Regions from separate parts of the Neogale vison genome. Here region 2 is linked to region 1. Evidence: chromatin contacts called from public Hi-C data. All regions are on one chromosome and are shown on one strand. The core of a region is the stretch at or near the end of the contact, and the rest is flanking DNA. Distances in the headings are between cores, read along the strand shown. Region 1 holds the start of ATG10 (ubiquitin-like-conjugating enzyme ATG10). Region 2 has its middle 60 kb from the start of SSBP2.

Region 1 (6,575 bases), core at 1,651-4,150:
TCAACACAGGGCCTGAAAAGTTTGCTAAACTTTAAAAATAAAATGGCAATACTGGAGCATAAGGTGGGTAGTAAAGTACAGGCAGATATGGTCCAATGGTTTCCAACATTAGGAGGGATCATTCTCAAAGGGGTTATCTGGAAATGGGTGAGATCACAGTAGGCTGTCACAAAGAGGAGGACTTCTAAATTTGCAATTTAGTGCTCAGGGGCCAGATACAATGAACACCCTACAATGTATGAGATGGCCCATCGAAATGCCAGTTGAGCCCCCTTTAAGAAACACTGGGAAGTAGGTTAAAACTTAACAAAGTCTAGGGTGCCTGGGTAGCTTAGTTGATAAGCATCTGCCTTCAGCTCATGCCATGATCCCACAGTCCTCTGATTGAGCCCTGCATCCAGCTCCCTGTCAGTGGAGAGCCTGCTTCTCCCTCTCCCCCTGCTTGTGTTCCCTTCCTGTCTCTCTCTCTGTCAAATAAGTATTAAAACAAAACAAAACAAAAACCTTAACAAAGTCTAGAAAACTTAACCATAAGGTTTCTTAGCAGAACTTTGATATCTGAAATCCCAATCTACATTTGACTCGATATATACTGACCTCCAAGGAAGCTGTGTTTTTCCTGAGAAGTGGTGTGCTTTTCTTTCTTTTTTGCCACCAAGAAGCTGAGAATTTAGCCTATGGAGAGGCCGGTGATTTGGAGGAAGGAAAGCTGTTTACTGATAAACCCAAAACTCTTGAAAAATTCCATTTAAAGCAGTGGGCAGTAAGAATCCATTGTAGGTCCTTGAGCTAGGTAAAGACGCTTTTTAAAAGTTTTCTCTGAAGGCTATTAAATGAGAGTGATATGAATTAACCCTAACCTCAAAGCTAAACTTATATTAGTAAGTACTCTTCCTGGATTCTGTAAACCTATGAGATCAGCAATTCAATGCCTGAGCTACCAGGTTCTTTAGAGGTGACTCTTGGTTTTGCAGTTTTCAGCAACTTCTCCCTAACCTGGATGCTTTTAGGTAGTTTATTCTCCATTCCCCTACTTTCCAGTAGTTTCATACTGTCTGCTAAGTATGTTAGCAGTCTGCTAAGCCCCTAAAGACATTTGTTTTCAACACATAATCACTAAATAATCTCTACAGCACCTTGTTGTTGTTATGGTTCCAGACTATGTTTATGATTCAAACACTGCCTCCAGGGTCCCAAACACATCAAGATATTAATAATCTAATCAAACCCAGACTTACACAATCTACTTATGTAAACTTTACCTGACATATTTTTCCTAAAGTGTTGCTTATTTTTCTCAGAAATTTATAAGCATTGGGAACTATCAATTTATAATTTGTCATAAAACATTATGACCAACTTGATTGCTTCGTGATGTAGCAGTTAATATTAAATAAAGGGGTAAAGGAAGTGGCGATGGGAGAAGGTAAGGAGAAATAATCTTGTAATAGTCTATCTATATCCAAATGAATCCATTGTAGAACTAGAAACTATTTCCACTAACTTCAATTAAAATACCAGTAACGATTTTTAATCCTTGTAATTACAATGCCTTAATTCGAATTTCTCAATGCTCAACATTTCCTTTTTGATTAAATTTTCATTTTGTACATGTTTCCTTTTGTCCATATTTGACTCTTCAGAAGCAAGAAGTTAAGGATTCTACTTGAGGTCCTCTAATGTGGCTGAGTATTATAAAGGGCCTATGTTTTCCAATTCTAAAAAGTACAAACTAAAGCTTTTGCCACTAAAGAGTAAGGCCCCTGTTAAACTGTAATTTTTTTAAGTTATAAACATAATTCTCTCAAAGAGAGCCTGTGGCAAAGATTTATTGAACTCATGATGGAGTAAGCTGAATGGTAAAAATTATAAAAATCTTGGAAATAGGGCAATAAAGCCACAATCTTCAGGAGTGTGTGTGTTTTTTTTTTTTCCTCCCAGTCAGAAATAATTTGCATCTCCATTACACACACACAGGAAAAAGAAAGAGCTGGGCCTGGGTCCTAATCAGTACTATGTCAAGCAAGAGTACAGTCCCCTAGATAATTAATTCAGCCTCAGGTGGGCCTCTTAGGCAAGGTTACATTCTGCGCTATTCTTTTGCTTTTCCTAGATGTTTATAAATTTTTGTCCTCATAAATGTTTCTATGAATCAGTTAACTACCCCCAATGCATGGTATCACATACTATGAGTGGAAAGGTTATTTGGAAGACGAAAAATTGTTGGCTAAAAATATTAACTTAGTCCCCCAGATACTTAATGAATCTGAAACCCCTTCAACTTAAGTGGAACTTAGCCACTGGAATCATGAGCAACTTGATACCCTTTGTTGCAATGTTACACAGACAGACTTGATATCCCTGCGCTGGTCTAACGCACAAGGCAGCGACTATCCACGTTTGCGTGAGCGCTCAGTCGTGGTCCAAGAGTGCCGGTCACGCGGGGCGCGCGGGCCTTCCTTCCCCCTGCCACCCACCCCCTACTCTCTCGCTCCACGACCGCCGGGATTCGGCCTACATTTCACTGGCGAGAGCCCGTTTCCCACTCTTTTGTTAGGGCTGGGCTGTTCCCCGCGTACCCGCACCCGCCCTTCCTCACCATCCCAGGAGTGGGGTGAGGACCGTGCGGGAAGCACAGCCGGGAAAAGAGGTCAGCAAAGGCTGTGGGAATACTCACCCCGCTCCGCTCGGCCCCTGACCCCGCCGCCCAGCCTGGCGCAGGCGGGGCAACGGAGCGGGGGGGCGGGGAGCCGGGGTGAGGTGCCCAACGCTCTGTCAGCTGCCGTCGGCCCGCAGCCCCAGGGAGGAGAGTGATAGGCTCTCAGGGGCCACGGAGATGACAGCAGAGGAGCGGAGGGAACGCGCAAAGACGCCCTCCAAGAGAGAGACCTAAACCTCCCTCACCCAGGGCCGCCGCAGCGACCGAATCAGAGCATGCGCACCAGCTTCTCCCGCGCACTACGGGGCCAGGCTCACGCGGGGGGGCTGACGTAGCGGGCCGCGCGCGCAGAACCCGGGCCAGGGGGCGTGACCTTCCCGCTGCCCTGGACCAGTGAGCCGAGTCTCCGCCCCTCGCCTCCCAGGCCCCAGGAACTGAACGTGAGCTGGGCGCTCTGAGTGCACAAAGGCGGCCCATTAGGGAGGTGTGATAGGCAAGCCGAAACCTGGGAGGGGGGGTGGTGCCAGCAGTTTTAACGGTCGCTGCACCCTTTCTTCCAACAGATAGCCAAATATCTGCAAAATAAATGAATAAGGCTAGAGCAAAAACCTTCTCCGAGGCTGGAGATCCAAGCCGGCCAAAGCGCACAAACGCACACACAGTAAAACTATTGTAAGCACCACGACAATTAAGCACAAACACGACTACCTCCTTCAAAACGGAAGGACCGAGGTAGAAGTTAGCATTTCGAGAATTACAATAGAACCATCTGTGGCACATAGCTCAGGGGAAAAAAAAGAGAAAAAAAAAATCAAGCAAAAGAATTAAAATGGGGAGGGGGGGGAACGGTGGGATAAAGAAAAGACCACAGAAAGATGTAGGAGTAACATGGGTGATGGAATTGAAATACTGAAATACAACAGCAGACATCTGAGGGAAAACTAGCATCTGTTCCTTTTATCACAACAGAATTACATTTGTGTGAAAAGAAAAAAGTAAACACAGGCAAAGAAGTGAAAGGAAAACCTGCCTTCAAACATTACAGGGCACGGTTATGATCTCGTACCACAGTTATGTAAGATGTCACCATTGGAGAAAGCTAGGCGATGGGTACACAAGATTTTGTACTATTTTTGTGGTTTCTTGTGAGGCTACGATTATTTCAAAATAAAAAGTTCTTAAAAAGGGACAGAACACTGATGAATGGTGACCAGGGAATGGGGTTGACTAAAAAAGAGCTTGAGGAAATTTGGGGGAGGGGGTAATGCAACTGTTCTATACTTTCAGGGTGTTAGTGATTACACGGTTGTTTGGTTTGCAAGAACTCATAAAAAGGATAGATTTTACTGCATGTAAAATAAAACTCAATTTTAAAAGAGATACTGCTAGGAGTGCCTTCGTGGCTCAGTTGGTTAAGTGTCTGCCTTCAGATCTGGGATTGAGGTCCCCCCCACCCCAGTGCTTATCATCATTGGGCTCCCTGCTCAGTGGGGGATCAGTTTCTCCCTCTCCCTCTCATCCTCCTTCCAGCTTGTGTTCTCTTCCTCTGTCACAAATAAATAGATAAAATCTTATGGGGGGAAAAAAAAGGATACTGCTAGTAAATGAATTTCCTAACATTTGAGCAGCTATGGATATAAATGAACTAGATAGCTGCCAATTGAAAGTATTCACTTTTTGGGGGGGTGTTGGTAAAGGGCAGTGAGTTCTGACTGAGAACTTTAGTGGATGGATGTTTCCTTCAACTTTAAGCAGTTATTCAAAAAACAGAACTTTCACATACAAAAATAAGAATGTGTTGCTTGGCATTGTATTCAGTAATCTAGAAACACTTTCATGCATCAACAATATCATGTTAACAAAAAAAAGGGGGGGTTTGGGGGGGTTGGGGTTTTTTTTGTTTTTTTGGTTTTTTGTTTTTTTGGTTTTTTATTTTGCACTTGAGATGATCTTAAGTTTTGTAATTCACCTGCCAACACCAAAGAAACAAAACAAAATAAATCAGGTAACTTCCATATACTTCCTTTCATCATATCACTCGTGGAAAGGAATAGTACTGACCTACTTATGTTTATGTTATGTTTATGGCCCCTACAACAATACAGAGTGCTTTAGGGCAGGGTCTGTCATGATTGCATAGCCAGTCTCTTGCAGAGTTCGTCACTAGTAATAAGTATTTGTTGAATAAAACAATGGGTTAATCACAAAAAGAGAAGGAAACTAAAATTTATTGAGAACCCACTATAAGCCAGAAGCTTAGTTTAGTTTAGTCAACCATATGATAGCCACACAAGATACCCATTTTATAGATATGAAAACTAAGACTAATGATCAAATCCCCATTCCTTATTTCATTGGATTTCTCAGTTTCATTTGACATGTTGATCACATCTACGAAGTCTTGCTTCCTTTAGCTTCCATAAAACCACAGTCTCCTGATTTTCCCTCTAGCTACTTGACCACTCCTTTACTTACCCTCACAGGAGTCTATTTGTCCATCGCAAATATAATATTAATTCACAATATTCTTTAGGTAGTACAGTCCAGGAATGGGACACAAGTCTAAAATTACTACTGGGTGGCTCAGTAGGTTGAGCATTCAACTCTTGGTTTTTGGCTCACGTCATGATCTCAGGATCCTGGGGTGGAGCTCTGGGTTAAGTCTGGCTCCAGGCTGAGCAGAGTCTGCATGAAGATTGTCTGCCTCTTCGTCTACCCCTCCCTCCTATTCACATGCTCTTTCAAAATAAAAGTAAATAAAAATCTTTTTTTTTTTTAAGATTTTTATTTCTTTATTTGAGAGAGAGAAATAGCAAGTGAGTGGAGCACATGCAGGAAGAGAGGGAGAGGGAGAGGCAGACTCCCCACTGAGCAGGGAGACCGGCATGAGGCTTGATCCCAGGATCCCAGGATCACAACCTGAGTTGAAGGCAGATGCCCCACTGACTACGCCAGCCAGGAACCCATACAAAAATCTTTAAAATTGTATGGTAAATGTCTTATTTTCTCAATCTTGTCAGTTCATATCAGTTGTACATTTTCTTCCTGCTCATATCCCACAGGCCACACCAAGATACAAAGAAGGTAGGAAATGCAGTCATAGCCGAGAGCTCAGTCAAACCTTGACAGAGTGAGATTATTTTAATTATTAAAAGGAAGAAGGGGAGAAAGGATACTGAGAAGGGATAGTTCTCTCTGCTGCAGCTTATAGTAGGCAGATCTCTTCCACCACCCTCCAGGAGGTCCTCAGGAAAAGATAAATTATATAAAAGAAAAAGTTATGGAGGTAATCTGATTGGATGGCTGAGATAAGAAACATAAACCTGTATGTACATAGCACTTACCTAAAAAAGTGGAGAAAAAATTTATAGTTGGCAAAACTATAGAAACAGTAAAAAGATCAGTGGTTGCCAGAGTCTGGGGGAAGGAATATAAAAAAGCATACAGCATTTTTAGGACCACAAAACTATCATTTTTGATACTGAAATGGTGGCTATATGACATTCTACCTCAGTCAAAATGTAAAATCTACATAACACAACGAATGAATTCTGATATAAACCATAGACTTAGCAACAATCTATCAATATTGGCTCATCAATTATAACATATGTACCACACTAAGACAAGATGTTAATAAAAGGGGAAACTGTGAATGGCATACATGAGAATTCTCTATAATCAGCTCAGTTTTTTATGAACAAAAATTTTCTTTCCTTTTTTTAAAGATCTTATTTATTTATTTATTTGACAGAGTTTACAAGTAGGCAGAGAGGCAGGCAGAGAGAGAGGAAGGAAGCAGGCTCCCCGCTGAGCAGAGAGCCTCATGCAGGGCTGGATCCCAGGACTGTGGGATCATGACCTGAGCTGAAGGCAGAAGCTTAACCCTCTGAGCCACCCAGGCACCCCGTAAACA
Region 2 (6,575 bases), core at 1,384-3,883, 91 kb after region 1:
AATTCCTGGGGTAAAATTCTAAAAATCATAGTGACCAAAATAACCTAAATGTAACCAAAAGAAAACTGAAAATACTTTTGAAAAATGTTCAAATTAATTTCCACTTTAAAGAATACCATAGTTGACCCAATTAGCTCTGCAAACCAATTCAAATTCAGTTGTTTGACATTCTTTAGCATTTCACAGTAGACTATTTTCACCCGTCCAGCTCCTTAGATCCCTAAAGATCCCAGCGCACATTTAGTGATATTTACCTTATGAAGTAACTAAATCCAGATGAGCATAGCGCTCACATCACTGTAAAAAAGAAATTGTTTCCTCATGCTTACGGCTCCCATTGGGGAACTAGAAACTGAAAACTCTGAAAATTATCTTTGTGCAACCAGGAAATTGTGGACAGAAAGGGAAAATAGTTTTATTTGTAAATAAGCCCAACTATGGAAACTATATACTACCTTGTTCTGCGAAAGTCCTCTAGCCTTTTATAAATCAGGTTTTTAACGCTATGACAGATTAACAACCAGGGCAAGTAATTCATGCATGTGGTGTTGGAAATGGAATCCTCCACATGTCCTTGTGGACTCCTGTTCACACAAAGGTACAACCATGTTGAGTAGTACTTTGTAGATTAGAAGAAAATAAATAAATAAAAATTAAAATGCCACCCAAAGAACTCTAAATAATGCAGGGAAATTTTTGAGGCATGGCCAACTGGAAAATTCACTGTAGTGAATAGCTAAACTTTCAAGAAAACACATTTGTGTTGTTTTTTGTTGCTGTTGTTTGTATATATTTTAAAGAATTCCCTTCTCCATAACTGTATTTGTATCAGTTTGATTTGTGTTTCTCAAAAGTATCTTCTAGTCCCTGAGAAACACCTGAATTGCATTTTCTTTAGATTTTGCTTTTGGCTTTTTGTTTTGGGTTTAAGGTAAACTGACCCCTTTGGGATTAGTACAATTTTTCCTGTTAAGGACATTTTAAAAAATAGAAAAAAGTGTCTTCCTTCTTGTTATCAGAGACACAGTACTGTATACACGATTTTTTTTTTTTCTAAAAACATGGTTAATAACAGCCAACAAACAAGAAGAGTAAAGGAAGTACCTGGCTTCCTAAATGGATTAAACCTCCTCTCCACTCACCACAATATCCTAATGGGATAACGGGTAATATTGTCTTTGGAGACCTTATGCACTTTTACTTATTTTTGAAGAGTAGAAGAGAATTTTCCTGCCCCCCAAAAGTGGATAGATTTCCAGTTCAAGACAGCAAACCTTGGGTTGCCTACTTTAGGTATATCCAACACTCTTCAGCAACCCACACCTGACTTTAAACATTAGGTGGGGGATAGCGGCCATCCCTTTCTGATCTCCAGGGTCTGAATGCTATTATACGGCCTTTCAAACTAGACACAAAGTTACTATCAGTGTCTGAGCTTCCAGCTCCTCCAGGAAAACCTGTGGCCCCCAAATGGCACCGCTTCATGAATGCCTAGCGTCAAAACCACGCAAGTCAGGCCTTGTCTTCTCCAACAGTCCGAGCAGGATTGATCACGTCCGGATAAAGTACGGAACGGAAAGGGTTAATCAGCATCCTCCTCTCCCCCTCCTCCCCAAAGCTGGGCGGCCGCGGGGTGGGGGTAGGGGGGTTAGGGAGTCGGGGAGTGGGAGTTGCCGCGCCGGGAGCGTCTCGGCGGGGGAGCAACAAACACCCAAACTGGGTAGCAGCAACTTGAACTAAACCGGAGACCTGGCTTAGAGAAAGGAGTCAGTTAAGTTTAGACCGAACGGTTTAATCAAGGTATCAGAACAGACCTATTAAAGACAGAAAAGGTAGCACATCCCTGCCCTTAAATCGCAAGGATTTCTTTTATGTGGCAGTTGAAGCCCCAAAATACATTTTATGACCCCAATGCCCTTTATTGCGAAAGATCTCAAGAGGTGTCTACAGAAATGTCCTGCAGGAGTGCAAAAAGAGCAGTGAGAGTGTGGAACGCTCCCCTCCCCCGGCGTCTTTACTTGGCCAGCGCTCCCAGGTAACCTTTGTTGCGTGGTTGGGGGACGCCAAGCGACAATCTTGGCCCCTGACGGTGCAGTATCCAAACCCTCGGAAGGCAGGACCAACTCGCCAGCCCCACTCCCCTAACCACCTATCCTGCGCCCAGCTCCAACCGCCCGCACGCCCCCTCCGCAGCCCCTTCCCCACTCCCCACCCCGGGGGCTGCCCCTGATTCCCCCCCCCTCCCCGCAAAACACACTGGCGCTCTAAACGCCCACCACCAAATTTCTAACGGCCCCAGCCTTCCAGGAAGGGAAAAGGGGAAAAAAAAAAAAAAAAAAAAAAGACCATGACATCACGGGCAGGTTTATTTGGGTTTGTTTGTTTGCTTGTTGGCTCGATTAAATACTCGTGGAAGGTGAACGTACCCCACACAGGAGAAGTTTGATGTTGACAAACTTCTGGTGGCAGCGAGACTGTGTCAGCACAACTTCCGGGATAATGAGAGCTGCTTTGCAGGGAGCGCGGCAGCGGCGGCGGGAGGCGGCCGCAGGACGGAACAGCAAATGCTATTCAGCCCGAGCAGTTTCAAGCCGCCCGAGCTGGGGAATTACTGTAGTCGAGCTACGGCTCTTACCACCGGCGCTGGATCTGGGCGCACGTTAGGGGGGGAAGCTGGAGGCACAGGGCGCCGAGAGGGGAGCTTTCAAGTTACTTTGCTCCATCCCTGCACCCGGCAGAGGCTTGCAGGCTGCGTGGTAACTGCAAACATCTTGTTCCCTGCTTCTTTGGGCGGCCTCCCTGGAACCAACCAACTTTTCTCCCCTCAAAAACTCCCTCTTTGTTTCAAATAGGACTCTCCAAAATTTATTCTTGGGAAGACTGACAGCCGGGGTCAAGAAACAGCTGTTGAAGTTAATGTTTCTTCCTCCCACTTCGTCTGATGGTTGTGCCCTGCCAAGACAAAGTGAGAGGCACTGCCTGGTGGCTCTTTAAACAGACATGCATTTAGCCAAAAAAAAAAAAAAAGAGGAGGGGGTGTAGAGGGGGTATATTTTCCTGCTTAACATACAATCTGATCAGAAATGCGACAGCATGTGCCTTTCAACTTGTGCTGATTACTTGCTGAAAAGATGTTGCAGCTTTTAGTTTTGAACACTTTGAACAGTGGGGGTAGGGATGGCGGGAGATGTGGTTGGCGCTTTCCATGCTATGGTAAAGGGGCAAAAATTTTAAATCTTCCTCTAAAACCACCTCTTACCCCCTAAGAATGGTAGAATGGCCTGGGGAAGGGAGAAAGAGTTGCATTCCTTTGCAAGGTTTAATTCACATTTCGGAATTCAAGTCATTACGCAGAACAAGGGCTTGCCTGGAGCTAGGCAAATTGTTTTTATTTGGAGACCTAGGCCCAACCTGGCCAGTGCTACCAGCGCTGGTGGCTTTCTCCAAATTAGGTCTGTCTCCTCTCCCCTTCCCCAAACCTACTCCTCTGCCTTTGCTCAGAGGACATACTTAGAAGGAAGCTACCCTCTTCTTTCTGCTGCTTTTTCTGTGAAGACTGGTTAGCACAGCTCCTTCCCCCCACTTGCTCAGCTTTTTAGAATGCCCTGTGGACTGCTGAGGGGCCCCCAGGGGTTGTCCTCCTAAGTCTCAATCCCCTAACTGAGCCCTCCCCAGGTGTCCAGCCTCTGCAGGGAGTGGGTGGGTGGGAACTCTGTTCCTTCCACATCAGAAAGCTTAAGCACTCTTCCAGCTGACCCATTCTCCTTTGGGAATGCTCCCATCACTTGGCCTCTCTCAGACACAATCATGAAGACATAAAAGGCCCTCCTTCCTCAGCACCAGGTTATCCTGTCACCACATCGCAATGCAGTGCTATCACAAAGTGATATTGCATCAGGCCCATGGATATTTTAGGAAGCTCTCGAGCTAAGTCCAACCAGCCTTTTGCGCAGGCATCAGGGCCACCCTGCCAAAATCAGGGCTGTGGAGCTGCCGGACAGGTGGTAGTGATGCCTTCTCTATTCTCAGCTCATTACCCACTTACCCCCACCCCCATCCTCCCAACCAATCAGATCCACTTGGTAGCTTCCTCACCCCCTCTTTGCCTCCCTCCCAGAGGCCACCACCTTTGTTTTCCCTCATAGCTCTCCGCAGTGTTCAGGTGACCTTCTGATATATTTCCTGTTTTTCTGCCTGTTGTGGTCATTCACTGAGATCTTAATTAGTATTTGTTCTTATTAACTACAAATCGACTGAATTACACATGGAGTTGCTTGGGCTGCTCCACACGCAGCCTCCGGCTTGGGTGTCCGCAGGCCTCTTGGCTTGTTGGCCTTGGGACCACTTTTCACATTCTCTCAGACTCGGGTTGCCCAGCTGGGCTGACACAGTGGCAGTGGCCAAGAGTCACTGCAGCACCCTCCACAAGGGCCCCTTCCCGGATTCCTGCTCCTGCAATCCAGCAGCCAACTGACTTACATTCCTTCTGCTTTATTGTTCTCTGTCCTTAGAGAGGCCGACTCTCAGCATAGAGCAGGGCTGTGAGGCAGACCTCCGCTGATCCTGAAGTTGTAATTCCCCACTGCTGGCTCCTGCAGTTTTATGACGGCCTCCTTTTTTTCTTAGATTGACAGACCTAAACCTCCAGTGTAGAGGCCTGCTACAGCACCCTTAAAGACTTCTTTGTGTGGAAATGTAACCTGAGGGCAAAGTCAGCCTCACTCCGGGAAAGGCACATTCTCCTGCCACAGGGAAGCACTGGGCTGGGAAAATGCCCGGATTTCTCCTAGACAGCTACCTAAAGCCTCACAGGGACTTTTTTTTTTTTTTTTTTTTTAAGTTTGGGGGGTGGGGGTGAGGCATTGGAAATACTGTAGATGGAGACCTGTAGTGGCTGTTCAGGGGAACTCTACATGAAATCAGAGGAATGAGATGTCTTTCCTTTAGGGGGTGGGGCGGGTGTCTAAAAGCAATCACTCCAGAAGCACCTACATACTCTCCAGGTTAGGATGTCCCCTGCTGGGGTGGCAGTTGGCATTGTTTGCTACTCTTGGAGCTGATGCTACCTTGCCTAAATGGAATGCCTTTGGATCACTTAGACAATCTGATCTATTTACACAGGTGTTGGGTTAGACAAATTACTCCAAAAAGCAAGGGTAAAAAGATACAGAATCTTCATTTATCATGCAGGATTAAAGTCAGATTTAAATCAGGTAGAAATATTAAGGGATTTAGAGCCCAAGTCTTTTTCCAAAGAGGGAAAAGGACTAGAGAATCCTCTTTGTTGAAATAACAATCAGGAATGTAGCATGTTATGTTTGGAGGTTTGGTGTTTTTTTCTAAATCTACCTTTTAAATGTTCACTTATATTTTCAATCAGTCAAATAGAACAGTACTAGGAAATTTGGTTATCAAATGTAGATGATTAGGCGAGAGGAAAGTGTGCCCTTGTCATAACAGAGAGCTCCCTGTAGGAATTGGGCCAGTGCCGCAATTAAGGGACAGGTAAGATACAGCTAGAGAAGATGAATCTGGAATCAGGAAGAGATTAGAAAGATATCAATATAGTTCATATGAAATTTAGTTGAGATGTTCAGTTCTGTAGCCCCGGGAACAGGAGTTACTAGGATAGAGAGTTTAACACGATGCTTTTAGTCAATGTTTTGGAAAAATGTATTCTCACAGACTCAGGAACATGGATAGTGAAGGAAATAGAAACAAGAAGATGTCCTTAGATAGTGTCTGAGATTACAGAATGTGGATAGGAATAAAATACACAATGTAATTATTTTCCCTTTTCCTGCTAAATGTAGACAGAAGTTTAATTTAGGATTAAAAGGCTCACTGATCTCTAGCTTTTCCTCCAGTTATCCCATCCATACTCCAGTTCTGGTTTTTGGCAGAGCTACAATTGTCCTTTGTAGGGAATTGCATGAACTCCTGTGTTGGTTTTCTAATGTGGGAAAATGTCTACTAGGGAGGCTAAGACCACCAAACTAGTTTCATTATGACCCAAGGTACACTTAAATCCAGCCCTTCAGTGGTGGGCAACTGGCCCAGCACAGTCTTCCTCTATAGTGTTCATTAAAATGTTATTTACATTTTACAGTATGGTCCCAAACCATAAGTTGGGATTTTTATCTTGGCAAATAGAAAAAGAATGCTCTCGTGATATCTTGGCTTGCAAAGTTTTAACTTCTACTATGGACCTGCTGGTGATTTGCAAAACAAAGTCATAGCATATGAAAAAGAGATCTTCTATTTCAGTTCAAATTTGTTGGCTGGGAAGTGAATAATAAAAGAAAAATTCAGGATCACACAATTAAACTTATTAGCCAAATAGATTTTTAACTTTTGCCTTGTCAAAAGCACACAATCAATAGCTCTGAAGAAAGTAAACTTTATACATTGGCCCTGAACCTACTGCAAAGGCAGTGAACTCATCTTCATAACTATCCTCATTTTTTTGCCTTGGAATTCTCATTCATGTGACCAGAATTATTCCAGATCAAAAACAACATCACTGGGGCCCTGGGAGGCTTAGTTGGTTAAGTGTCTGCCTTCAGCTCAGGTCA

What was found. A called contact is a pair of places that touch in the nucleus more often than the background predicts.
Region 2: a Hi-C map of muscle shows a contact between it and region 1, with 5 times the contacts expected there. The contact joins the enhancer-like site here to the promoter of ATG10 in region 1. A contact is called at or near these places in 2 of 3 Hi-C or Micro-C datasets (fibroblasts and muscle).

What each region holds. Positions count from the first base shown.
Region 1 is chr1:209,735,017-209,741,591 of ASM_NN_V1, forward strand. ATG10 (ubiquitin-like-conjugating enzyme ATG10) reads right to left here and starts at 2,901. Exons shown (of 9, transcript XM_044266130.1): 1 at 2,678-2,901; 2 at 598-675.
Region 2 is chr1:209,826,693-209,833,267 of ASM_NN_V1, forward strand. No RefSeq gene overlaps it. Among named protein-coding and RNA genes, the nearest start is that of SSBP2, 60 kb to the right of the region's middle. Within about 2 kb of position 2,634, the one cell type or tissue checked has open chromatin away from gene starts, as enhancers often do. A contact at or near this core is called in fibroblasts, where this site is marked.